Linked DNA regions of Mus musculus: all the other regions are linked to region 3. The links are chromatin contacts, called in public promoter capture Hi-C maps. All regions are on one chromosome and are shown on one strand. The core of a region is the stretch at or near the end of the contact, and the rest is flanking DNA. Distances in the headings are between cores, read along the strand shown.

Region 1 (2,700 bases), core at 3-2,502, 180 kb after region 3:
ATCTGCCCCAAGAAGGAACAAAAGAAGAAAATGGCAGAAATCTGTGACACTTCTAAGGTCTTTGCAGACTTAAACATTGCTTTTTACACTCTACCCTATGGGCCCCATCCCTAGATGTCTCCAAGCCTCCTGCCTCCTCCTCTTCCCACACACAGACACACACCTCGATGACATTGGAGACAAGGTACGGCAGGGTTTTGTTCACTTTGATTTTCTCACTGTTCTCTTTGATTTTGTCTTTCATGGCTTGGAGTTCATGGGTGACTCGCAATACTTCACTCTTCATGATCTGGGATAAGAGAAAACCAATGTTCAACCCTGATTCAGCCTGCATTCATTACAGCCCTCTAATAGATGAGGTCCAGGTTACCCGGGAGACCCATCCAACCAGATCTCAGGCTTTCTGAAGGCCCAGCCTGTACATGTCCAAACTGCAGAGGTCAGGACAAGAGGCCAGTGGGAAAACCTCCTGACAAAGCGGCTGTGGGACAGGGCTAGGTATTTTCCATGGGTTTGAGTGTGAATTCATCCCTCTCTGAGCCTCGGGTTCCTCATCTGTAAAATGGAGATCTGAGAACTCCGCTGCCTGCACCGGAGCCAGGAGCCCACCTTGATCTCGCTGTCTAACAGCCGTGTGCGCTGGACAATCTCTTCCGTGGACATCTTGAGCACCTCCTCCCCAATGCCATCTTGCTGTTCAAATAAGAGAAGAAGTACTTATTTACTGTAACTCAGAGCTGCCATCCCACGGTCCCACAGCCCCCTCAGCGCCTGCTTCCTTAACCCAACAGCAGGATGAAGTCGGGACAACCCAAGAAGCTCTGCAACCAGTCCAGACCGGACCTGGCCTTCCAGCCACCTCCTTTCCCGGCCTCCAAGAACGTCTAACCTTATAGCCCAAACTTTGGGACGCCCCTCAGGTCTCCCAACACTCACCTCAGCTTCATCCCACACGGTCGCCATCTTCTCCTGCCGAGTCACTGGACTCTCGGGCGTCGGCAGCAGATTCATTTCCTGCATGAAGAGGCCGAAACTGGGAGTGCGCACGAGCCCCTGAGGGAGCCCAGCGCAGCCTTTCTCAACGTCTTCTCTCCACCCGTGGAGAACTTCACCCGCGATTCCTGACGCGACAGAACGGGTTCTGTCCGCGTCTCCGAGCGAATCTGCCGCTGGGACTCCACGAACCAAACCGAGGCTACAGGGCCCGCCCCGTGGCTCGCCGGTTGCTCCGGTTTGTGCGGGAGCGAGGGCTGGGCTGCTATTGGCCGGCGTACAGGCGGGGCGGGGCTTGCTGCACAACCGGAAGAGGCGGGAGGCAGGAGAAAGCCGCGGAGTCTTTCGGGAAATGCAGTTTTTAGCCTGGCGGATAACTGAAAAGGAGTTTGCACAGGTGCCGGTGCAATCTAAGAACCCAGGTAAACTTGGAATTCACGGATTTGCAAAATGTCCAGTGTGGTGGCGCATGCCTTTAGTCCCAGAACTCTGGAGGCAGAGGTAGGCGGATCTCTGAGTTTAAGGTTAGCCTGGTCTAGAGTGAGTCCAGGAGAGCTAAGGCTACACAAAGAAACTCTTGTCTCAAAAACCAAAAACAAAAGGGAGGGAGGAAGAGGGGGGGGGGAGAGGGAGAGAGAGAGAGAGAGAGAGAGAGAGAGAGAGAGAGAGAGAGAGAGAGAGAGAGAGAGAGAGAGAGAGAGAGAGAGAGAGAGAGAGAGAGAGAAAGAAAGAGAAAGAAAGAAAGAGAAAGGTTGAAAAGAAACTGCTAGGTTTGATGGCACATGCCTGTCATCACAGACACTGAGCCACTGCAAAGATGAAGCAGAAGGATTGCTGCATATTAAGGCCACCCTGTGCTACATAGTGTATTTCTAGCTATTCTGGTCACACTGTGAGTCTTAAACAAAAATAGCCTAACAAAACCCAGATAAACCATTGCTTCTACTAATATTAATGCAGATCTAACTGTCCACATAGGGAAGTTATTTTTGTTACAATGTACTGTATATATGTTTCTACTCTTGTTTAAAGTATTATATCTACACAACTCATGTGCTGTAAAGTTCTAGTCCTTTAAAAAATTTTATTTATTTATTTTGATTTTTCGAGACAGGGTTTCTCTGTGTAGCCCTGGCTGTCCTGGAACTCACTCTATAGACGAGGCTGGCTTGAATTCAGAAATTCACCTGCCTCTGCCTCTGCCTCTGCCTCTCAAGTTCTGAAATTAAAGGCCACCACTGACTGGCAGATTTATTTATTATTATAAATAAGTACACTGTAGCGATCTTCAAATGAACCAGAAGAGGGTGTCAGATCTCATTATGGGTGGTTGTGAGTCACCATGTGGTTGCTTGGGACTTTCAGAAGAGCAGTCTTACCTACTGAGCCATCTCTGCAGCCCAAGTTCTAGTCCCTGAAAGCTGCTATTACAAACTGTTTAGGATAATCTGAAAGGCAAGTTAGTAATTAGTTACCCATAAATAATGACATTTATGGTCATGTTAGATACTAGTTTAGTTAATTACAGAAATAAGCTTTATTTAGTCTAAAGATGTTTTCAAAGTTACACAGGTTGTAAATAGCTATAAACAAGCAATGCTTGCCTATTCAACATAGTCTATGTCGATAGATGGTCTTCAAACACTTCAGAGATCTATAGAATATGGCATTTAAGATGTCTTAATAACAAGGCTTTTTTTGTGAAAT
Region 2 (2,700 bases), core at 122-2,621, 140 kb after region 3:
CTGTCTTCTATCCTGTGAGGAGACCAGAAGCTGGCCCTCTTCCCTGGGTTTCCAGGCAGCACACTAGGCCTGCCCCTGTTGCAGGACACTGACTACGATGTCAGGCCTGAGGTGCTACGGAGGGCTGGAAGGGATAGAGAAGAGATCTGTCTCTAGTTCAGGAACGCTGAGTCAGGTGGGCAGGCCCTGCTCAGCTTTTCCTCACTGCCCCAACACCTCCAAGGGTAGGAGAAAGCAAGAGGGTCCTCTCTAAGGGATTCTGGGCTGCCATTCGCCCAAAGCTGTGACTGTCACTGAAAACAGGAGGAACAGGTGGGATCCTCCCACCTGCTAGTGTCCCTGTCCCTGCCCCACCTTAACTCTAGCCAGATCTTCTCACTCCAGTCCCAATCTCCGTCCCATTCTGGCCCCAGTCCATTCTTCACCCGATTTCTCATTGAGCTAAGTTCTAGCCACAATCTAACTGCAGGGTTTCTGCTCTGTTCTTCTCTTGCCCGGCCTGGCCCTAAGAAGCCAGTCTTGGTCACTGCCCAAGACTCTCAGATCCATGTAGGCCCAAAGCCCAAACACTTGGATCAACAGCCAGGCCACAAACTGAATGTTGGGGACCCACGGGTGACTTCGAGTTCTAATAGCCTTTGCCTCAGGAGCCCACAGGTCTTGAGTTGAAACCTCTCCTGTTGCCTCCAGAGACTCCTAGGCCAGTCTCCAGATCTCCTCATCCATGGCCTCTCAGGAGCCGCCCTCGCCATCTTCAACCCAGAACCCTGCCCTAGAGTTCGGCCTGCCACTGAACCCATCTATAAATAGCTGTTCAGGCCCCACCGATCACAGCCCCACCATGGGGCCAGCCGGCAACCCTCAGCCCGCCAGGGCATGCTCTAAGGAAGCCAATGGCCCCTCGCTGGGTCTCAGACCAGCAGCTCCGGGGAGGAAACACCAACTTCCCACTGATAGGGAGCCGGAGGGCATCGGGTGGGCTGGTGGGTTAGTGGGCAGATGGTCACACATCCCAAAGCCCCAGGCTGGGCTGGTAGTGAAGCCCCAGTACTCACAGGGGCGGTGAGGGAAAACCCTTCCATTTTGCACGCCTGTAACATCCAGCTGAGCTCCAGGTTGGTCAGATCCCCTGCTTCGGTGGGGATCAAGGCGGATCCCCCTCAGGACCAGGTGCCCCGTCGGGGGACTGGACGGTCGTGGGTCAGACGCAGGGCTCAGGCCTGCCCCCTGAGCTACAGGAGCCCTGGGTGAGCCCCCTCCCTTGACATTGCAGGGCCAGCACAAGTTCCTGATTTTATCGAAGGGCCTGCCACTGGGAGATAGTCCCCTTGGGGTGACATCACCGCCCCAGCCCGTTTGCATAAATCTCTTGCGCTACAGGAAGTCTCTGGCCGGCTGGGGCAGGTGGTTCTCAAAGGGCAGCCCTGGGAAGACAGGGGGCCAGGCCCCTGCCCAGAGGAAACTGGGGCTGGGAGGGAGAAAGGCTAGCACTACCATGGAAGGCTTCTGCTGCTCCGGTCGCTAGGCCTTGCTGAAGTAGTCCACTGTTCTTTTAGCCTAATAATACCGATTTCTTCTCAGTCCCCTCTGGTGGCCAAGAGTCCCCTCTTCGGGGGGTCAGAATAGCGAGAGCGTGGATCCCTAATTTTGAGGGTGAATTTGTCAGGTGGAGGACTTTGGTCCCAAGGCTGCCAGGCTTGGCTCTTCCTGTAGGCCCTGCAATATCTGCTAGATCGTCCTAAGCCAATTAGGGCCAACAGTAGACACTGGGTCTCCCACATTTTATCTCCTTTCCAGACTTCTCAAGTGGGCTTCCCTTCCAATTGGGAAGGACATTGGCTTCTGATCCCCTCCCCTCCCAGCTAAGTACCACAGCTGGTGTCAGATCCCTAAGGACATTGTTCCCAGCCCAGTTCTCCCGGTTTCTCCAACCCTTGAACGTTACGATCTAGACTTCCTCCTTTATAAACCTTCCTCGCACGTTTCTTCTTTCCTCTGTTTTCCTATCCTTGTCTCTTTCTGATTGTCTGCTCATCTCTCCAGCCCATCACACCACCCATCCGTCTACACATCTCTGTTCAACCAACTGCTCATTTCTGAGCTGCCAGTCAGCTCGTCTGCTTACCCTCGCGGTTAGCAACGTGCTCATTTAGCCACTTGTCTGTCCGTACATCAGCCCATCCATCTGCTAACAGTTTGTATTTTTATTTCTTTATCTACTATATGACCTTCTGTCAATCTGGCCACCTGTCCATCCATCCATCCATCCATCCATCTGTCCATCCATCCATCATTTGTCTACACATACATTCTTCCACCCACACATCCATCTATTCACTTAATCTATATATCCATTAATTCATTAGTCTGCCTATATCCATCCATCTCCCAGTCTACTCATCTACTTATCTATTCTCAATGCACTTTTCCATCCATCCATCCATCCATCCATCCATCCATCCATCCATCCAACCATCCATCCACCCATCCATCCACTTAACTATTAATCAGTCTACCTATTTACATATCCATCCATCCATCCATCCATCCATCCATGCATCTTCCCTATGTTAACCAAGCTCTATGCTGAGTTCTGGGAAAGTGGAAGGGTTTCCTGTCCTTCAGACATCCAGTCTAGAGAGTAGAGCAATAGTTCTTTTCCTCCACACACACCTGTCCCCCACTTCTGACTCCAAGGAC
Region 3 (2,700 bases), core at 104-2,603:
GGTATTTGTGAGCCACCTGCCTGGGTACTGGGAACAGAATTCAGGTCCTCTGAAAAAGCAGCAAGCTCTCTTAGCCATTAAACCATCTCTCCAGCCACTAAGCTACAATTCTTAATTTAAGCACATCTTAGGACATCCCCATTATTGGTGCTGGGTTCAGCTTTTTATTTTCTTCTAGAGCATCATTTTAATTTAAAATAAAATTAAACTACATTAAAACATATAAATTTTACATATGTTTATGTAAGTATCATCTTCATAAGGAATACATTACTTTTGACACACACATATTGTATTCTTTAAATTGGGTTAGGCACATCTTCTCAGATATCGTTTGTGGTGAAAACATTCAAAACCTTTCTACCTTTAGAAAATATACAGCAAACCCATTGTCTGCTGTCACCTTGCTGTGCAATAGCATGCCAGATTTTCTCACTCTTTTTCTTTTTTAAAGATTTATTTATTATTATAAATAATTACACTGTAGCTGTCTTCAGACACTCCAGAAGAGGGAGTCAGATCTCATTACAGATGGTTGTGAGCCACCATGTCGTTGCTGAGATGTGAACTCAGGACCTTTGGAAAAGCAGTCAGTGCTCTTAACCGCTGAGCCATCGCTCCAGCCCCAGATTTTCTCACTCTTATCTGATCCTTACAAGATATCAGTGTAGTCCAGGCAAACTCTTCATGCCTCAGCCTCCTCAGTGTTGGGAATTACACAGAGCCTGCCACCATAGATACAGCTCTTTTCTATAGTATGAGGTAAAATACATTCATCTGTAAAGCGAGAGGAAAGAATCAAATGCTAAGGCTGTGATTGGGTAATCAGAGGCACTTTTTTTTTTTTTTTAAGATTTATTTATTTAATACACTGTCATTTCAGAAACACCAGAAGAGGGCATCAGATCCCAATACAGATGGTTGTGAGCCACCTTGTGGTTGCTGGGAATTGAACTCAGGACCTCTGGAAGAGCAGTCAGTGCTCTTAACCACTGAGCCATCTCTCCAGCCCTAGAGACACCTATTATTAATGGGGGAAATGAGAAATATTTAGCCACACTTGAATCTTTGCTCTTTTTAAGACATAAACTACCTACTTTTATCTGTCTCTGTCTCTCTCTCTCTCTCTTTGTTGTTCTTCGAGACAGGGTTTCTCTGCGTAGGTCACCGGATTGCTGGAACGTGTACACCAGGCTGGCCTGAAACGCCGCCTGGCTCCGCCTCCAGCATGCAGGGTTTACGGCCAGCGCTCCCTCCTCAGGTTCAAATAATCGGCTTTCTTCAGATCCAGCACAAGCCAAGGCCCAGCTCCTAGGGAGTTAAAATAAAAAACCCTCCCTGTGAGCTGCACACGTTACTCCGGAAGAGGAGGAGCGGCCGGGGGCGGGCCGTGCCCGAGGGGTTGGGGCAGTCCGGGGCAGTTCCGGGGGCAAGACAGCCCCCTACTGTGGCAATCCCGAGGGGGCGGGGCAGTTCCAAGGGGCGGGACAGCCCTGAGGGGACGGGGCGGGGCTAAAAGTAAAGCAGCCCGGAGGAGCGTTTGGCGCGAAGGTGTCTTAGCTGCGCTACCTGCGACGGCGCTGCCTCATACGTAGTCCCTTCCTGTTTTCTCCACGGAGGCTTTTCCACTCCTTGCTTCGTTATTTTGCCACAGAGCTTGATATCTCTTCACCGAGTACGTCATGGCTCCCAAGAAATGCCCAGAAACCCAGAAGTCCCCCGACGTTGCGGTGCTCCTCAGGAGCAAAAGTCGCAGAGGTCCTCAGGAGCTGGAGCCCGAAGCCAAGAAGCTGCGTGTGCAGGGTCCCGGTACGGCCTGTGCTGCTGCCTTAGCTTTCCGGGGGTTCAGGGTGCTCGCGCCAGAGGCTGAAGCTGGGGTGGTGGGTGCTTGTGCCTGGGCTTCTGAAGCAGTTCTTGGCTTCTGTCGCCTCAGGCTGTGATTTTATTTGGGAGATCGAGGGTTCGAACCCAGGCCTCCAGTTCTCTCAGCAAGTGGGCTGCCACTGAGCCACACGCTGCCGACTGGTTTTATTGGCCAGTTCATTGACAGCAGAGAGTTTTAAGTTGAACAGCCCCCCCACCTCTACCCCAGGTGACAGAAAGAGTCAGATGAGTGCCATCACCGTAAAAGCCACAGTCCCCACTTTCCTTGTTCCAGAAGTTTTACACATCTACTGTTTCAAAGTAATCCTCCCTTTCATAGCCTCTCGGTTATGTTAGCTCTGAGAGTCTGAAATTCCCTCCCTCCTTTCTTCAGAAAGCGCATTCTCAGAGGTTTACCAGGACTTGAACCTGGGGCTATAAGGAATGTGATAAATTGATAAGAGTGGTTTTAGCCATGAAAAGAAAGGAAAGTTGTCAAGAGAAAAAAAGGACTTATAGATTGGGTCCACCAGAAGGGCTTGGTAATTCAGAGTTGTTTTATTTATTTGTTTGTTTGTTTATTTATTTATTTATTTATTTAGTTTTTCGAGACAGGGTTTTTCTGTGTAGCCCTGGCTGTCCTCAGAACTCAGAAATCCGCCTGCCTCTGTCTCCCAAGTGCTGGGAATAAAGGCGTGTGCCACCATTCCCGGCTTATTTTTATTATACTCTGATTTACCTCTCTTCCTTGAAGCCACCTAATCAATTTGGAACTTTTCTAAACCTTACTGCATTCTTCTGGTTTCCACTCAAGTAATGGTTGCTCATGACATTATT
Region 4 (2,700 bases), core at 65-2,564, 170 kb after region 3:
AAGAGTGGTGGCACACGTATTTAATTCTAGCACTGAGGAGGTAGAAGTAGGCAGATCTCTGTAGGTTCAAAGTCAGCCACATCTACATAGAAAGTTCCAGAACAGGCAGGGGGTTAGGGCTACATAGAACCAATCTCAAAGTAAAACGACAACAACAACAACAACCACACACACAAACACACACTGTGAGGTAGGGCATCAACTGTGATGTGTGAGTTCGGTCTGCTCTCGGAGCGCCCAGAAGGAACAAGGGACCATAGAGAGCCGCAATGGTAGGTGAGGACTAATGAGCCCCTCACTCTGTCACAGCCAGCCCAGGGGAGCACTCATTCGGCCTCTGCTGAATGTCTTCCATGTCAGTTACTGGCTGATTCCCAGAGAAGGATGCAAACATGTATCGGATCGCAAAGGAGTGGGGGGTGTTAGGCCACATCCACACCTTAGCTCCAGCTTAGACATGAGGTGGCCATCGCACGCCCTAGGGAGAGGTACATCCAAGTTGAATTCCGCCTCTGCCATATGTGTGACATATGTCTGACCCTAGGTCAACAGTCAGTACCCACCTGAAAGATAAAAACGATTTGGTAAAGTTAACACTGATTACTGAGTAAATGGTCAGTAAAGGGCTACCCTAGATCAGAGAACTGTAGCCATTGTTATTGCCACTAACTGCTCCTTCGGTCTAAGAGTTCAGGTACAGCTTTGTCAGGGTAAGAGAACACCAAGTCCTTTGTTGTATCCTGGCTTGAAATTCCAGGGCACAGGCTCTAGAAACGTGTACTGGACTTCAAAGGGTTACAGTCCTGGAGACGGTGGCCTGAGGTTCCAAGTGAAAAACCAAAGCATAAAAATAATTCGATGAGTAAGAATAAAATTCCCTCTTCTGAGGTACCCAGAGCCAGGCCCCTCCTTGCGGCAGGCACTTCCCCTTTCCCTAGCTCATGGAGGAGCCAGGCCTGCTGACTCAGAGAGCCATAGCCCTGCTCTCGTCCCGGGACGGAGCGGTTTGGCAGCCGTGCGCGCCCCCGTGTGGCCACTGCTGGAACTGCATCCTCAGAAGGACGCCACACTGAAGCCCCGCCGCCCTGTTGATCCCGGTTCCCGCGTGGGTGCCGCCCTCACCCTAGCTTAACTTGGCTAAACGCGATGCCCACGAGGGTACCCACTTCCGTCCTACTCTCCCCGCAGCCCCAGAATCCGCCCCGAGCGGAAGTGCGCTGACCGCGCGGGTCCCCCATGGTATGAGGCGGAAGCGCCTCCCCCGCCGTCGCTCCGTCTAGCCCCCCGGAGCCGCGCGCGTCGGGTTCCGGACTGTCCCGTGTGACGTGGCTGCACGCCGGGGGTGGCTCCGGGCTGGGGGCCTAGTGGTGGGGCCGGGCGAGGCAGAGCGGGGCGGGGCGCGACACTGCAGCTGGATGGCCGGGCCCGCCCGGAGCGCTGCATCTGCTGCCGCTGCCACCTCTGCCACTGCGCGGTGAGTGATCGCTGGACCCTCAGGCCGGCGTCCGGGGCGGGATGGACCGTGTCAGTTCCCAAACCTGTCGCGACTCGTCCTCAGTTTAGGAGTTGAACTTGCCTGCTCTTTGGCTCTTTACCTCTGACGTCCCACGCTCTGCCCCTCAGCCCTCCCTGCTGCCCCGCTTCTTGTCTTCTCCTTCCACCAGACATTCTAGCTCATTTTATTGACTTTCCTTTCTCTTGCTTTCTCCTTTCTCTCCATACCCCATACTTCTCTGCTGAACCTGTGGTCCCCCCTTGCCTCTGCATGACCCGCTAAGGTCTTGGCCTGGCGAGGGCCTGCCTTGGTCCCAGTGAAGCTTTGCTCGTTTGTTTGTGCTGGTGTTGGCAGTGGCGGCCGCGAGGGGTCGGGGAGGGCTGGGGCAGGGGTCACTAATTATGGCCTGAAGATTCCAGACATAGGCTTGTAGCCCACCAATCAGAGACCGATGATTTCTCTCTTAACATCCATTGGCAGATGAGGAAACTGAGGCAGTTTCAAGGTCACAGCCAGTAGAAGACGGGGCAGATCACATTTAAACTTTCCAGATTGAACTTCTGGCTTGGTTGACTCACATCCCCATCCGGCTGCCATCAGTCTGCAGAGCACATTCCTTCTGCGAGTGCTTCAGACCTCCCCTGGCATTCAGAGGACTTGCATTCCCTCCTCGATGCCAGCAGCTACCTGCATTGTCAAGTTCACCTCATATTCATCGCTGTTAGGGAGCTCTGTTACCTCATCCATTCCCTGATGAGGACACTGAGGCTCAGGCTCATAAGGGACTACAGTCAGTTAACAATCTAGAGCACCAAATTAATTAGCCATAAGTTAGTTACCACAGCCTCTGGCTCTGGCAACTGTGAGGCATCTCTTCTCTTCAGCCCCACCTCTTGTCTCTTGGTGCCCAAGAATAAGATCATTTAGGAGGAAGAGGTTTGGACTATGACTCAGTTTCCCCACCTGTGTTTCTTTGTACCACGCCATCAAGCTAAACAGTGCTGGCTTTAGACCCTGGGGTGTCTTTACCGGCACATTCTGGCAGCCAAGCCTCTCCTGGCAGCTAGAGGCACCCAACAGGGATGGTCCCTCCTCCGGTGGCTGAAGGAGCCCAGCCAGTGCCTCACCCAGTCATTAAGGAAAGTTTAGCCTCAGGCGGACACATTGACACATAGGCTGGAGCCAGCTCAGAAGGAAAATATGTG

What was found. Promoter capture Hi-C pulls out the DNA fragments that hold promoters and counts their contacts. Capture Hi-C pulls out chosen DNA fragments and counts their contacts.
Region 1: a promoter capture Hi-C map of adipose tissue shows a contact between it and region 3. The contact joins the promoter of Psmc3 here to the promoter of A330069E16Rik in region 3. A contact is called at or near these places in 20 of 39 promoter capture datasets (the 3T3-L1 cell line, 3T3-L1-derived adipocytes, the C10 cell line and 13 more), 8 of 484 Hi-C or Micro-C datasets (B cells, the Ba/F3 cell line, CD4 T cells and 3 more), 17 of 115 datasets of contacts at active chromatin or transcription factors (the 230-238 cell line, the SCID.adh cell line, acute myeloid leukemia and 9 more) and 4 of 9 other capture datasets (adipose tissue, liver, macrophages and 1 more).
Region 2: a contact with region 3 is called in a promoter capture Hi-C map of liver. The contact joins the promoter of Spi1 here to the promoter of A330069E16Rik in region 3. A contact is called at or near these places in 13 of 39 promoter capture datasets (the 3T3-L1 cell line, the C10 cell line, the HPC-7 cell line and 6 more), 6 of 484 Hi-C or Micro-C datasets (the Ba/F3 cell line, the N1E-115 cell line, bone marrow-derived macrophages and 3 more), 12 of 115 datasets of contacts at active chromatin or transcription factors (the 230-238 cell line, the HPC-7 cell line, bone marrow-derived dendritic cells and 5 more) and 4 of 9 other capture datasets (adipose tissue, liver, macrophages and 1 more).
Region 4: a promoter capture Hi-C map of liver shows a contact between it and region 3, with 4 times the contacts expected there. The contact joins the promoter of Slc39a13 here to the promoter of A330069E16Rik in region 3. A contact is called at or near these places in 20 of 39 promoter capture datasets (the 3T3-L1 cell line, 3T3-L1-derived adipocytes, the C10 cell line and 13 more), 2 of 15 datasets of contacts at CTCF or cohesin (both in embryonic stem cells), 16 of 484 Hi-C or Micro-C datasets (B cells, the Ba/F3 cell line, CD4 T cells and 7 more), 16 of 115 datasets of contacts at active chromatin or transcription factors (the 230-238 cell line, the HPC-7 cell line, the SCID.adh cell line and 10 more) and 4 of 9 other capture datasets (adipose tissue, liver, macrophages and 1 more).

The regions. Positions count from the first base shown.
Region 1 is chr2:91,052,568-91,055,267 of GRCm38.p6, reverse strand. Psmc3 (proteasome (prosome, macropain) 26S subunit, ATPase 3) reads right to left here and starts at 1,252. Exons shown (of 12, transcript NM_008948.2): 1 at 937-1,252; 2 at 610-693; 3 at 164-289. The coding sequence starts at 1,020. It also overlaps Gm13778.
Region 2 is chr2:91,095,349-91,098,048 of GRCm38.p6, reverse strand. It overlaps Spi1 (spleen focus forming virus (SFFV) proviral integration oncogene), which reads right to left and starts at 1,371. Exons shown (of 5, transcript NM_011355.2): 1 at 1,056-1,371. The coding sequence starts at 1,100.
Region 3 is chr2:91,235,799-91,238,498 of GRCm38.p6, reverse strand. It overlaps A330069E16Rik (RIKEN cDNA A330069E16 gene), which reads right to left and starts at 1,353. Exons shown (of 2, transcript NR_015464.1): 1 at 1,098-1,353; 2 at 142-777. It overlaps Ddb2 (damage specific DNA binding protein 2), which reads left to right and starts at 1,433. Exons shown (of 10, transcript NM_028119.5): 1 at 1,433-1,809. The coding sequence starts at 1,683.
Region 4 is chr2:91,068,929-91,071,628 of GRCm38.p6, reverse strand. It overlaps Slc39a13 (solute carrier family 39 (metal ion transporter), member 13), which reads left to right and starts at 1,314. Exons shown (of 10, transcript NM_026721.3): 1 at 1,314-1,474. It overlaps Gm39874 (predicted gene, 39874), which reads right to left and starts at 1,278. Exons shown (of 2, transcript NR_166131.1): 1 at 1,123-1,278; 2 at 6-563.